Regions from separate parts of the Mus musculus genome. Here region 2 is linked to region 1. Evidence: chromatin contacts called from public Hi-C data. All regions are on one chromosome and are shown on one strand. Each heading gives the region's core, a stretch centred on a gene start, on an enhancer-like site or on the middle of the called end of the contact. The rest is flanking DNA. Distances are from core to core; before and after follow the strand shown.

Region 1 (6,179 bases), core at 2,102-4,601:
AGATAAGTCAGAGGTTTTACTGTTCCCATTTGCTGATTTGAGGGCTCACACGTTAATAAGTGGTACACTTGAGTAGTGGATGGTTTTAATTTTCAACTTGACATTATCTTAAATCACCAGGGAAGAGAGTCTCAGGATTGTCTAGATCAAGTTGGCCTATGAGGGTTTGTCCTGATTACATTAATTGAAGCGGATAGATTTGCCACCGGTGGGAAGCTCCATCTCCTAGGCAGGGGATCCTGGACTATATGAGAACAGAGAAACTGAGCTGGGCATATGCAAGCATACACTAATTCACTGGTCTCTGCTTTTGACTGTAGTGGGAGGCCGGCCTGCGGCCTACATGAACCGGGTATTTCTCGAAGGCAGGCTGGGGCTGAAAGAGACTTAGACTGCAAGAGAAGCATGAGGCCAAGACAAATTTTTCTCTGATCAAGGCCCGCGAGTTTACTAAGAGTAAACTCCATTTTTGGTGCCTGGAGCCAGCCTGTCAGCACTTGGTCACCAGGCTGTTGCTTATACAGGAATGTCTCAGGAAGAGAGAGGTTCAGCCTCTTAGGGCAGAATCTTAGGGCAGTTGACACTTCAAAAGAAGCCAGGCAAGTCGGAAAGCTGCACCACAGGTGGCCCCACCTCAGTGGTGACAAGGTCTGTACCAGCCCACTTCAGGCTGGGGGAGGCTACACTTGACCATGGATTTGATATGGCTAGCTGCTTCTCATTTCTGTCACTTTTATTTCCTTGTCATGATGGACTGCACCTGGAATTGGGAGCCAAATAAACCCTTCGATCTTCTAATTGCTTTGTCATGCTATTTTATCACAGTAACAGGAAACAAAACTAATACAACCTTCAAATATAAAATCCACAGAAAAGACAGACCAGCTGTACCCCCTTTCTCACACATGGTCATGTCTAAGGTATTCTGATGAGAAGTTGCAAGGCTTAGCATCCAGGTCAGGGCCCAGTCCAAGTGGGCCGGAGAGGAATTCCCATCGGTGTCAGATTCCTCAGACCACGGTGAGGAAAATATCCCCAGTGTAAACATTGTAAGCCTGGTAGAGAGCTTATGGTACAGGACAGAAATCCTTCCTGGGAAATGAGCCCAGACTGAGGGAGGAGCCAGTTCTCAGGGGTATTCTATATGTCAAACTCAGTAGAGCAAAGACAGTGTCCACACATGGGACAGCATCATGCTGCTGCTTGAACCTGAAAGACCAGGGTCGTAACTGAAGAGGGCAGCCTTAGAAATTGCCACATGGGAGATGAGGAGAGAGTCTTTTAAGGGGAGGATTGTCAGGGGCCCAGAGTCTTGAGCAAAGTGAAAGTCCATCATGTAGAATGAACCCTGTGACACTGCTTAGGAAGGAGGTCTCAGTGGTAAGGTTTAGGGATTCAATATACGTAAGGGATGTAGAGCTCTGCGTGTGCATAGAAGCCTATGTATATACCTACAATTGTCCCTTGCTTCTGTCCACTGAGAGGGACCAGGAGCACACCTACTTCTAAGATCTTGGCTTTAAGATACCACATTTCACTAAAGGAACTCAGGACTGCTTAGAGAAAAGGCCTGTCCTAGAGACAGGGTGAGGAAAACATGTCAAAGAATGTTGGGCACAGGGAAGAGCATAGAGATGACAGCTTAGGTGACCTTCTACTTGTTAGCTTAGTGACAATTTGGTCATCAAAATAACAATAACAGCATAATAGTGTCTTAGTGTTTCATTGCTGTGAAGAGAAAACATTACCAAGGCAAGTCTTATAAAGGAAAAGATTTAATTGGAGCTGGCTTACAGTTTCAGAGGTTCAGTCCATTATCATCATGACAGGTAGCATGGCAGCATACAAGCCATGGTGCTGGAGGAGCCAAAGTTCTACATTTTGATCTGCAGGCAACAAAAGGGAACTGTCTTCTGCAGGCAGCCAGGAGGAGGGACTTTGGGTGTGGCTCACCTGAATGCTGTCCTGACATACATGAAGCCTGAGTCCTGTCCCCAGTGTCACATAAAGTAGGTGTGATAGAGAACGCCTGTAATCCCAGCACTCTAGGTGGATGCCAGAGGATCAGAGGTTAAGCTTGCCCTCAGATACGCAGAGTTTGAGGCCAGTCAGGCATACATATGTCCCTGTCCCAAGAGGAAGAGGAGGGAGGGGAAGAAGAGGAGGGAGGGGAAGAAGAGGAGGGAGGGGAAGAAGAGGAGGAGGAGACTAAGAGAGAATGGCCTGTGTCTTGACAAGGAGAAGGTAGGAGTTACCAGGTACAGTCAGAGAAGCCAGAGAAGGATGCTTGCAGAGATGGCACACTGCAGTTTCCATGCAACAGCCTTCTAGGGCTTAGTTGGAAAACATAGAAGCCCACCTTCAGTGACCCAGTTCCAGAAGTCTTCTCTAAGTCTTCTGGATTCAGCTGAAGCGCCCTGCAGTCTGCTAAAATACCCATGCAACCTTTGTGTGGCCTGCCTCTCGGTATCAATTGCTGACTCCCATACCCAGGGTGAGGGCAGAGTCTGGGGGAGCTAGGTGAGGTGTCCTTACCTCAGGCCTGAGTAAGGCTCCACAGTGAAGGGGGGGCTGACACTTGCAGCAGCTTCTGAGGGGTCACCTCCTTCCAAAATTAACAGGCTGAGAGATTGCCACCCACAGCATGGCCGCTGGCTTGTTGAGCAGCACAAGAAAAGAAAAAAACAATCTCTGCTCTGCTCTGCTCTGCTCTGCTCTGCTCTGCTCTGCTCTGCTCTGCTCTGCTCTGCTCTGCTCTGCTCTGCTCTGCGCTGGTGCGTCCTTTAGGTCCCAGCATGTCATGTCGACATCGCCTGCCATCCACCTTGAGATGTGTGCACCCAGCCCACAGGCTATCCCTTTTACAGCTATGTCTGCATCTTTTCCCCTAGCATGGGTAGCCCCCATATTATGCCCTCTTGAAGTTCAAGGTTTCTTCAGAATGCTTAGACAGGTTTCATGCTGGCTGCTCAGAGGATGGGGAAAACCCTGAAACCAAAGTCACCAGCGTCTCCTCTGTGACCTCACCCTGGCCACTGTCTGCTTTCCAAAGACAGTGTCAGGACACTGACCTGAATAAAAACCGTGGTCTGTTGGCTGTTCTCTCTCTCTCTCTCTCTCTCTCTCTCTCTCTCTCTCTCTCTCTCTCTCTCTCACACACACACACACACACACACACACACACACACACACCTTGTAATGTGCTGTCTCTCAGTCTGTCACCGGCTGCACCTGGCCCTTCTAAAAAACAGTTACAAGCAGCATCAGTTACAAACATTTCAAGTGGCTGTCGGGCCAGCACTCCACGACTAACCATTTTAATAACTGCGGGGCTTGGGTTGTGTGGCAGGGCCATGTGTCCAGCAATATGTGACTATGATGCAGATGGCTACATGTCTGGCCTGCTGGGTCCTTCCAGTGAGGTGTTTCTTTGTTCAGCAAAGACTTCAAGGTTTAAAGGAAATGTCTGGATTCTCTGAGCCAATGAGAATTTCATAAGCATTTATTAACCAGAGGGACACTGGCCAACTCAGCCCAAGGAAGTAACTGCTAACAAGTACTTTCCAGAATCCAGAGATTTACTGCCAGGCCCTCCTGGGGACTCTGTCAGGAATCTGGCATCCCAGACACCATCTTTCTGAATCATTTGGCATCTTCCCTTGGGAACTGACTGACGGTGACAGGCAGAGGTGAGCACAGCCGCAAACACTATGAACGCCCTGAAATCCACCTGGGCATCTCCATCAGCGTCTAGTTCCTTCAGCAGTTTGTTCAGACCTTCTGTGTCATCTCAGCCAGAGGAGGGAGGGGGCAGAGTCAGCAACAGGAATGCAGAGTGGGACTTGGGCCTCAGTCAGCTCCAGCCTCAGGGTCAGAGGGGGAGGGGAAAGGCACCCACCAGTGAGCCACATGGCGGCCAGCCACACTTTGTGTCTACACAATGACACACTGGTGTATACAGGCTGTGAGATGCTTTGAATGGAGTGACAGGACTTCACCTAACCTCAAGTGCTGGTCCATGTCTCAAGCCCCCAGACCCGGTTTTTATGTCGATGCTGGGGGTCTCAATTCAGCTCCATATGTTCTTTACTTACTGAGCCATCTTCCTAGCCCCTCTACTGTGCTCTCAACGGGAGTATCTGTTTTCCACAAGCCTGCAGGCTTCACAACTATAAGGCAAGGGGGCTGTCTCACTTACATTCATTAGGGATGAAGACTAACAGACCGTCGGTCCCAAGGAACCTACACAGAAGCTCTGTTTGCTGCTCCAGCCCACTGCTAAGGTCCCAGGTCTTTTTGGAGAGGACAAGCCTGGTGCAGGCTCTGAAAGCCTGGCCATGTAACAGTTAGGGCTGACACCATCCTTCCTGAGAGGTGAACAGAGGACAGATCTCAGCGTCAGCATCAGGGGACCAGCAGTGCAGCTGAGATTTGGAATGTTTTGTGTTCCTATGGCATTTTCAGAAAGTGTGAGTTCAGACCACCCACTAAGCCATGGCTGTGCACGTGAAAGTGGGTGTTAATTATAGCAGGTTAGAATGGCAAAGTCAGGGGAGGCTGCAAATTCAACACTCAGAGAGTAGAGGGACACACCCATCCACCTAGACTTCCCGCACTTCTCAGAATACCTGCACGGGGCTGAGGATTGGGCTCAGTCCATAAAGCGCTCACCATAGGATCTGGGTTTGATTCCCAGAAACCACATACAGAAGCTGAAGATGGTAATATGTGTTTGTTATCCAACACCAGGGACATAGAAATAGAGGAGTCCTTGCTGGTCAGCCAGTCTAACCTAATTGGTGAGTTCCTGGTCAATGACCTTATCCCCCAAACCACAAAGAGGCAGGGAGTCCAGAGGAGCCAACCTTCAGGCTAATGCGTGCTGCCTTTAGCCTTGGTCACAGAAGCTTCTGTCTGGTGGCAAAGGTCAACGCAGAGACACACAGCTGGCCTTCTTGTTGAGGTTAAGTGACTGTTAGGTGCTCAGTCCTATTGGGACACACCGCCTCCTCAAAAGCTCAGGGACTGTCACAGAAGAGGGAGTAAGAGCCAGAGGACCGGAGCAAAGGGTGCTGTTAAAAGCTGGCACGGCCGTTACACTTAGGAGCTTACAGGGACCGTGCTTTCTTGTAAGACCTGCACAAGGTGGGGCCGTCGGCATTCTTCGTGGACAGGAGAGGGCACGAGGTCCAGTCCTAAGGAGCCACTGGTAGTCGAGAATGTTGGGAGCAGGGAGGTCATTCTTTCAGCTGTGTAGCCACTGGCAAGTTGCCCATTTCCGGTAAATAACAACCCCCCAACCCCCGCAGAGGACCGTGCAAACAATCCTACTTGTGGGGTCACACATGAAACCAGAGAAGACCTGGAAGCAGGAGTTGTTGGAAGAGGGGATCAGTGGTGGTGAGAAGGGAATCAAGGAGGGAAATATGGGCACAAAATGAAAATACATGCGTGGCATTGTCAAAGAATAGAAGTAAAGAAACATTTAAAAAGAAAACTGAAAAAAAAAAAAAGCCGGGTGTGGTGGCGCACAGCCTTAATCCCAGCATTTGGGAGGCAGAGGCAGGCAGATTTCTGAGTTCGAGGCCAGCCTGGTCTACAAAGTGAGTTCCAGGACAGCCAGGGCTATACAGAGAAACCCTGTCACGAAAAACCAAAAAAAAAAAAAAAAAAAAAAAAAAACAAAAAAAAACAAAACAAAACAAAAAAACAAACTGAAGTTGGGAGTTCCTGAGGAGGTATGGCTGAGGTTGACCTCTGACCTCCACCCGTGTACATACACATGTGCACACTTATACACACGTATCCACAGCACAGACACACACTCCCTGAAGATTAATTTCTCAAACTTTGATGATCATCAGAACATCCCATGCCCTGTGCACAACTCAACGATGTGGTGACTGTCTTCAGAAAGGCCCAGACTTAGAGAATTCACACCATTCTATTAGGCCCCAAACAATAGTAACTTTCATATTAATCAGAATTTCGCCCTCAACAATGCTTGTTTGGGAGAAAGAGAAGAAGAAAAGAGTCAGTATTCAAGATGGCTCATTTTTCTCTCTCCATGCTTCTGCATTTTTTCCGTCATTTACAAACACATTTGTAATAAAACAAAACAGATGGAGTTTATTGTAAAAATGTGTCATTGTTGCATTTCTGCTTAGGACAGAAACACG
Region 2 (5,476 bases), core at 1,966-4,465, 170 kb after region 1:
CTCCTCCCATCTGGAATATGAGAATTACGCTCACCCATGGCATTCACCAGCAGGTGTTTATCAAGCACCCACTGTGTGCCAGACCAGATGACATGCTTGACGCTGGCACTAGGCATGCAAAGGCCAGACGTGTGGGAGTGCTTAGTGACCAGTGCTGGGGTCTTAGGGACAGGCCAGTGTGTGCTGAGCACGTTTTTCATCCACCTCTGCTGTAGGCCATAGGCAGCAGGTGGGCAAGCCAAGGCAGGCCTGTGCTGGGTGAATCTGTGGGCCTGGAGCAGAGGGTATGTGTGACAGTGAGTGGGATTGTTGATCTCTGGGAATCTGTGCTGGAGAGGGAGAGAGAGGGAGAGGGAGAGAGAGGGAGAGGGAGAGGGAAGAGAGAGAGAGAGAGAGAGAGAGAGAGAGAGAGAGAGATGAAAAGAATGCGTATCAGTGGACCAGTGGCCTGTGGGGACTAGGGGGACTAACTCGACTATTCTTGAACTTTGCCCAAGTAATGTGTAGCTCCAGTTGTGTCAAAGTGACTTATATGCTGGTAACAAGAGATACCTAGCTTGTCCACTGGAGGAAGGGGTGTGTGTCACATGCTGAAAACCGGGAAGTGGCTTAGGGAGAACCAGGACTTGAAGCAGCTTCCTGTCTGATCGACGGGTTAATCAGGGAGCCGTGTTGCCTCCCTATGGCCTGCTGGTGCCTCAGGCCACAGTTCTGAGATTCAGACACCTGGAACAGAGCTCTGGGCTCGTTCCCTGGAGGCGAGCCTCCCTTGGACTCTGGGCCGCAGGTGTTCCCAGGATCTGATGGCAGCTGGGTAATTGGAGAAGTCTCACTTCTGGCCTGGGTGGGGCCAGAAGAAAGGGGTGTGTGTGTGTGTGTGTGTGTGGCCAGAAGAAAGGGGTGTGTGTGTGTGTGTGTGTGTGTGTGTGTGTGTGTGCTCGCTCATGCTGAGTGCTGGGACCTGGGCTGGATCTGGACCAGAAGAAAGGTGTGTGTGTGTGTGTGTGTGTGTGTGTGTGTGTGTGTGTGTGTGTGTGTGTGTGCTCGCTCATGCTGAGTGCTGGGACCTGGGCTGGATCTGGACCAGGGTCTCACAGCCCCTTCCTATCTTGCTCTTGTTAGCCTCTGCCTAAAGTTCTCAGTGGCCCTTCGGCTTCTGAGACCCTGCTCTGTGCTCCTCAGTGGTGGCCTATGATCCTTGGTAACGCTTTCCTCGTCCCCTCCCCCAGCTCTGAGACTTGCCTGTCCTTCGTGGACCCAGTGGGGTGTGCTCCCTTCTCTGCTGACTGCCCTCTTACCCTTGGCCCACAAGCCTCTGCCCACAGTCCCATGGGCCATCCCCACGTGTCCTTGCCATGCCTCTCCTGGGCTGGCAGGACCCCTCTTGGGCCCCAGCTCCTCTGTTCTCTGCCTATACAGGGTTTTCTATAACTGCCCCTCTGCCCACACTCTTTTTGGAACCCAGGATAAGACCTCCCCTGTGTCCCTGGCATGCCACAGCCCAGGGCAGAGTTACTGGGAACACTTAGATACAAAGCAAGCAAGTGACTTAAGAGTGTGGAAGCTTGCATGTAGATCCAGAAGAGCCACTTTCCTGACTGTCTGAGACCAAGGTGACTCAAACCCTAACCCTAAGAGCTGGAGGTCAGCCTGCGTCTGCGTCTGGGAGCCTGGATTCTCCTTTTGCTTCTCCTGTGGATATCAGCTTTCAGGGAGGCAGGATGAACAAAACCAAGTTCCTCTCAGGCCCAGAAGCAGCCCGGCCAGTGCACCAGGCCTCTGCTCCTTGATGGAAGTTTTCCCTCAACCCCACTCAACACATTTAAACCACCTCATATCTCACAACACTACCACTTGAGGTACTGGTGCGTGGTGCCAGCGACTTTAGGGTTAGCTGTCTGTGACATCAAGGTATTAGGTAGCACAGGGGACCTCAGCTGTATTTTTTAGCAATTGAAGGATTTTTAAGGATGGTGTTGACCTTTTTTCTCCCCCTGGGCGGTTTCTTATGCCAGAAGCTAGTGTGACAGCAAGCGTTGGTCTACAGCCCATTTCTCATTTGTATCTCTGGAGCAGTCCTGCAAGGAGCTTGGAGTGGTGGTGTTGGGCTAGCTCAGGACCTAGAACAGCATCTGTCTCCGACTTACTCAATGAGCCACCTTGGCTGCTCATCTCCATTCGCTGGAGATGGGCCTGTGTGGCAGGTGATGAGAGTGGAGTGGCCACTGGGTACAGTAACAGTTGCCATTTAGATACACCAACCTCACCAGCTCAGGACACTGAAGCCTCTCATGGCTGCCCCACGGTACCACTGTGCAGAGGCAAAGATGTGCCTGTTCAGAACTGTCATCCGGGGCTTACTGGATACGTGGGACTGAAGGATTGAAGCCAAGGACAAAAGTCTGCACCCCTGGGTCCTGGTTCAGTTCTGCTGTTCCCCGAGGCTCGATGTGTTCCTTCATTTAACAGTGTGGGGCATTTGCTAAGGTGTGGGGATGCAGGCAAGCGTTTGCCAGGACTTGCAAGAGCAGCACATAGGTTGTCTACTGCACAAAGGAGTTGGTGAGTGGGGACAGAAATCTCAGCCCAGCATCCAGAGGACAGACTTACAAATGCTTCACAGAAGTCAATCAGATGCCTGGCACAGGGACTCAAGATTCTGCTACCACAGCGCCACGACCCCGGTTACTGTGTTTAGCCCTGTCAAGGATCTCAGGACAAGGTTGATCTGCAGTCAGTGTGTTCTGGAGCTGTTACATTAAATCTAAGCCACAAAGGTCTGGTGTGGCGGTGTCCTTGACTGCAGAGGTATGAGGGCACTGACACAACGTGCCAGCAGAGGCTAGGTGAGGACACAGGCACAGAGTGGTGACCTCATGGAAACACTAGTGGTAGGCCTTGGGGAGGGGGCTCCTGTCCTGTTCTTGGACTTCTAGCTTCCAGAGCTCTGAAAACCAGGTGCCCGAGGCTTCACCCACTCACCTCTGGCATTGTGCTGTGGCAGTCAGGAGCCGTGTCTAGGATTTCACATGCTGAGCTTTGAGTGTCCCCAGCTCGTTTGCAGCCAGGTCATCTTCCGGAGAAAAAGCCATTCTTTTTTTAGATCATCTCTATGTGAGGAAGGCCTTGGGGGCTCTCCACACAGGAGGCCGTTCTGCTGGGTTCTGGCAGAGCTGCCTCTTGCTTCACTCTAGTCGCTACTTGGTTGCCATGACAACATCTTCTGGTCTGGAGAGCAGGCTCCTGGGAAGGCATGTGGATGAGCCTCATGCTTTGCCTGATGCAGCCTGTGAAACTCAGAGCTTCCACATTCTCTCTCATGAAACCTCTCTTTGCACTTATCTACTTTGGTGAGTGACAAGCCATAGCCACACAGTGTCAGGCCCCTTGGGGTACAAAGGCTGCTGGAAGGCCTGTCCTGCCGAGATGTTTGGAAGCCAGCTCCTTCCTCCACAGCGCACATGTGGTTCTCGGTGTGTCCCTACTCACCCCGGCCTCCTCATTTTCTTCAGGGATGGGCTCTGTGCTGCCTAATGACCAGGCTACTGCTGTGTCTGGAGGCTCAGTTCATTGTTGCATCGTTATTGGCATGTCTGCTGCTGTCTCCACGAATGCCCATGTGATAGGGGTTGGTACCGGTTCTCTGCTGTCTGTGCCCGCTACTCCATCTCACAGTCCAGACGGAGAGAATGGTTAGCCGGGAATCCCCTGTGAAGAAGTGGCCCTCCGTCCCCACCACTTCTGATGCTGAGACTCAGTGAATGAAAGCCATGGGACACACACAGCCTGTCCTCTCCACAGCTTATCAGTCCAAGGTGATAGCTTGACTCCAGCTGGCCTTCAGGAGATCAGGCAATGCCCTTGGCCACAGGAATGATTGACAGGCTATAAAAGTCCCTACAGCGTGACAATGCCGCAGAGGTCTATGCGGCTCACGTTTCCCATGTCCTTGATAGAGAAGACCGCAGATGGCACTCTAGGGCCAAACACAGCCTGGCTCTGCAGTAGCTTGGCCTTGTCATCGGTCTCACCCGACTGGGGTGTGCCAGAGTGTAGAGCTCCACCTGTCTTTCAGAGCTGTAGCTGGCAGTTTCTCCTCTCTCATCTCTTCTGGTCCCCATCACTAAGTCAGTCAGTGTGTGTCTTTCTCACACTCCCCAGCCCCTGCACCACTCTTCTCTGTGTGTCCAATAAAGACACTTGCGTTGGACTCCAGGTCACCGGTCACTGGGGGATGACAGTACTGATATCTCAGCATCCTCTCGTAATTATAAATTGTGTTGCTGTCCGCATTTTCTAGTCTCTGAGGCTCACAACCTTAGAGGTGCACCTCAGCTCATGGCCACCTGGCCACCCCTTGAAAGGAACCATTACTTTCCAATCTCAGCAAGCCTCTGTTTTACATATGGGGAAACTGAGGCTGGGAAGAACGGGTGGTGTATGATGTTCCTATGTGGTATAGCACATGATGTTCCTATGTGGTATAGCACAGTCTAGAATGCTAAGATCGGACACATAGCCCAGTTAACTTCCCATCTGATCTTCTAAAGCCACCCAGAGGGGTCATAGTTGAGGGTTTCTGGAAGTCCCCACTGGCGTGGCATGCAAGGAGAGGTGGTTCAGTGTGTTGGCCCCGTGCGTCCCTCCCACGGCCATGCCCTTGTCAGGTAAGCCCTTCAAGCCCCTGTTTTAGGATGGATTCAGTGAAATCTAGTGGGGCAACTTGTGATGCTTAATCCTGATTCTACTTGACTGGATTTACAATCACTGTGGAAACTGATCCCTGAGCAAATCTATGAGGGGTAACCTAGATTGACTTAATTAAGATGACATCACTCTATGGTCCTGGAATGAATAACAAGGAGAAAGTCAGAATCAATCTCTCTCTCTCTCTCTCTCTCTCTCTCTCTCCCTCCCTCCCTCCCTCCCTCCCTCCCTCCCTCCCTCCCTCCATCCCTCCCTCCTCCCCCTTTCCCTCCCCTCCTCGTCTCCCTCTTCCTCCCCTCCATTTCCTTGCTGGCTGTGTGTGCATTGTCTTCCTTGCTCTCATACTTCCTGCCCTGCTGGACTGCCCTCCATCTTTCTCTCTCTTTCCCTCCCCTCCTCTCTCTCTTTTTGAGATTGGGTCTCACTATGTATCCCTGGACGGCCTGGAACTCATTGTGTAGACCAAGCTGACTTCAAACTAGCAGAGCCTGCATCTGTCTCCTGAGTGCTGGGATTAAGTACATGCTCCACCAAGCTTAATCCTACCCTTCCTCTCTGAAGATGCTTTTGCCAGGCATTTTGTTGAAGCAATGAGGGAAGTACGTCATACACAGACCCTCTCAGTACTTCCATCCCAACTTCCATCCCAACGGCACCTGACAACAGCCAGGCAGTGGCATTAGCTAGTCCCTGAGCCCTGTACCCATGTGCTTAGCTGTGTGCCCACAGCCTGTAGGGCAGGCACTGACCGGTCCCTAGGCTCTATGAC

Evidence for each region. Hi-C and Micro-C count contacts between places; a contact is called where the count stands out from the background.
Region 2: a contact with region 1 is called in a Hi-C map of cerebellum, with 2.1 times the contacts expected there. The contact joins two enhancer-like sites. A contact is called at or near these places in 2 of 39 promoter capture datasets (embryonic stem cells and stem cell-derived epiblast-like cells), 14 of 484 Hi-C or Micro-C datasets (the CH12 cell line, cerebellar granule neurons, cerebellum and 4 more), 4 of 115 datasets of contacts at active chromatin or transcription factors (all in embryonic stem cells) and 2 of 9 other capture datasets (adipose tissue and embryonic stem cells).

The regions. Positions count from the first base shown.
Region 1 is chr5:36,758,975-36,765,153 of GRCm38.p6, forward strand. It overlaps the pseudogene Gm40318. Among named protein-coding and RNA genes, the nearest start is that of Bloc1s4, 13 kb to the left of the region's middle. Within about 2 kb of position 3,352, at least 11 of the 459 cell types and tissues checked have an H3K27ac peak or open chromatin away from gene starts, as enhancers often do. A contact at or near this core is called in cerebellum, where this site is marked.
Region 2 is chr5:36,932,791-36,938,266 of GRCm38.p6, forward strand. All of the region lies in intron 5 of Ppp2r2c (protein phosphatase 2, regulatory subunit B, gamma), which reads left to right. Among named protein-coding and RNA genes, the nearest start is that of Gm52813, 4.7 kb to the right of the region's middle. Within about 2 kb of position 3,216, at least 32 of the 459 cell types and tissues checked have an H3K27ac peak or open chromatin away from gene starts, as enhancers often do. A contact at or near this core is called in cerebellum, where this site is marked.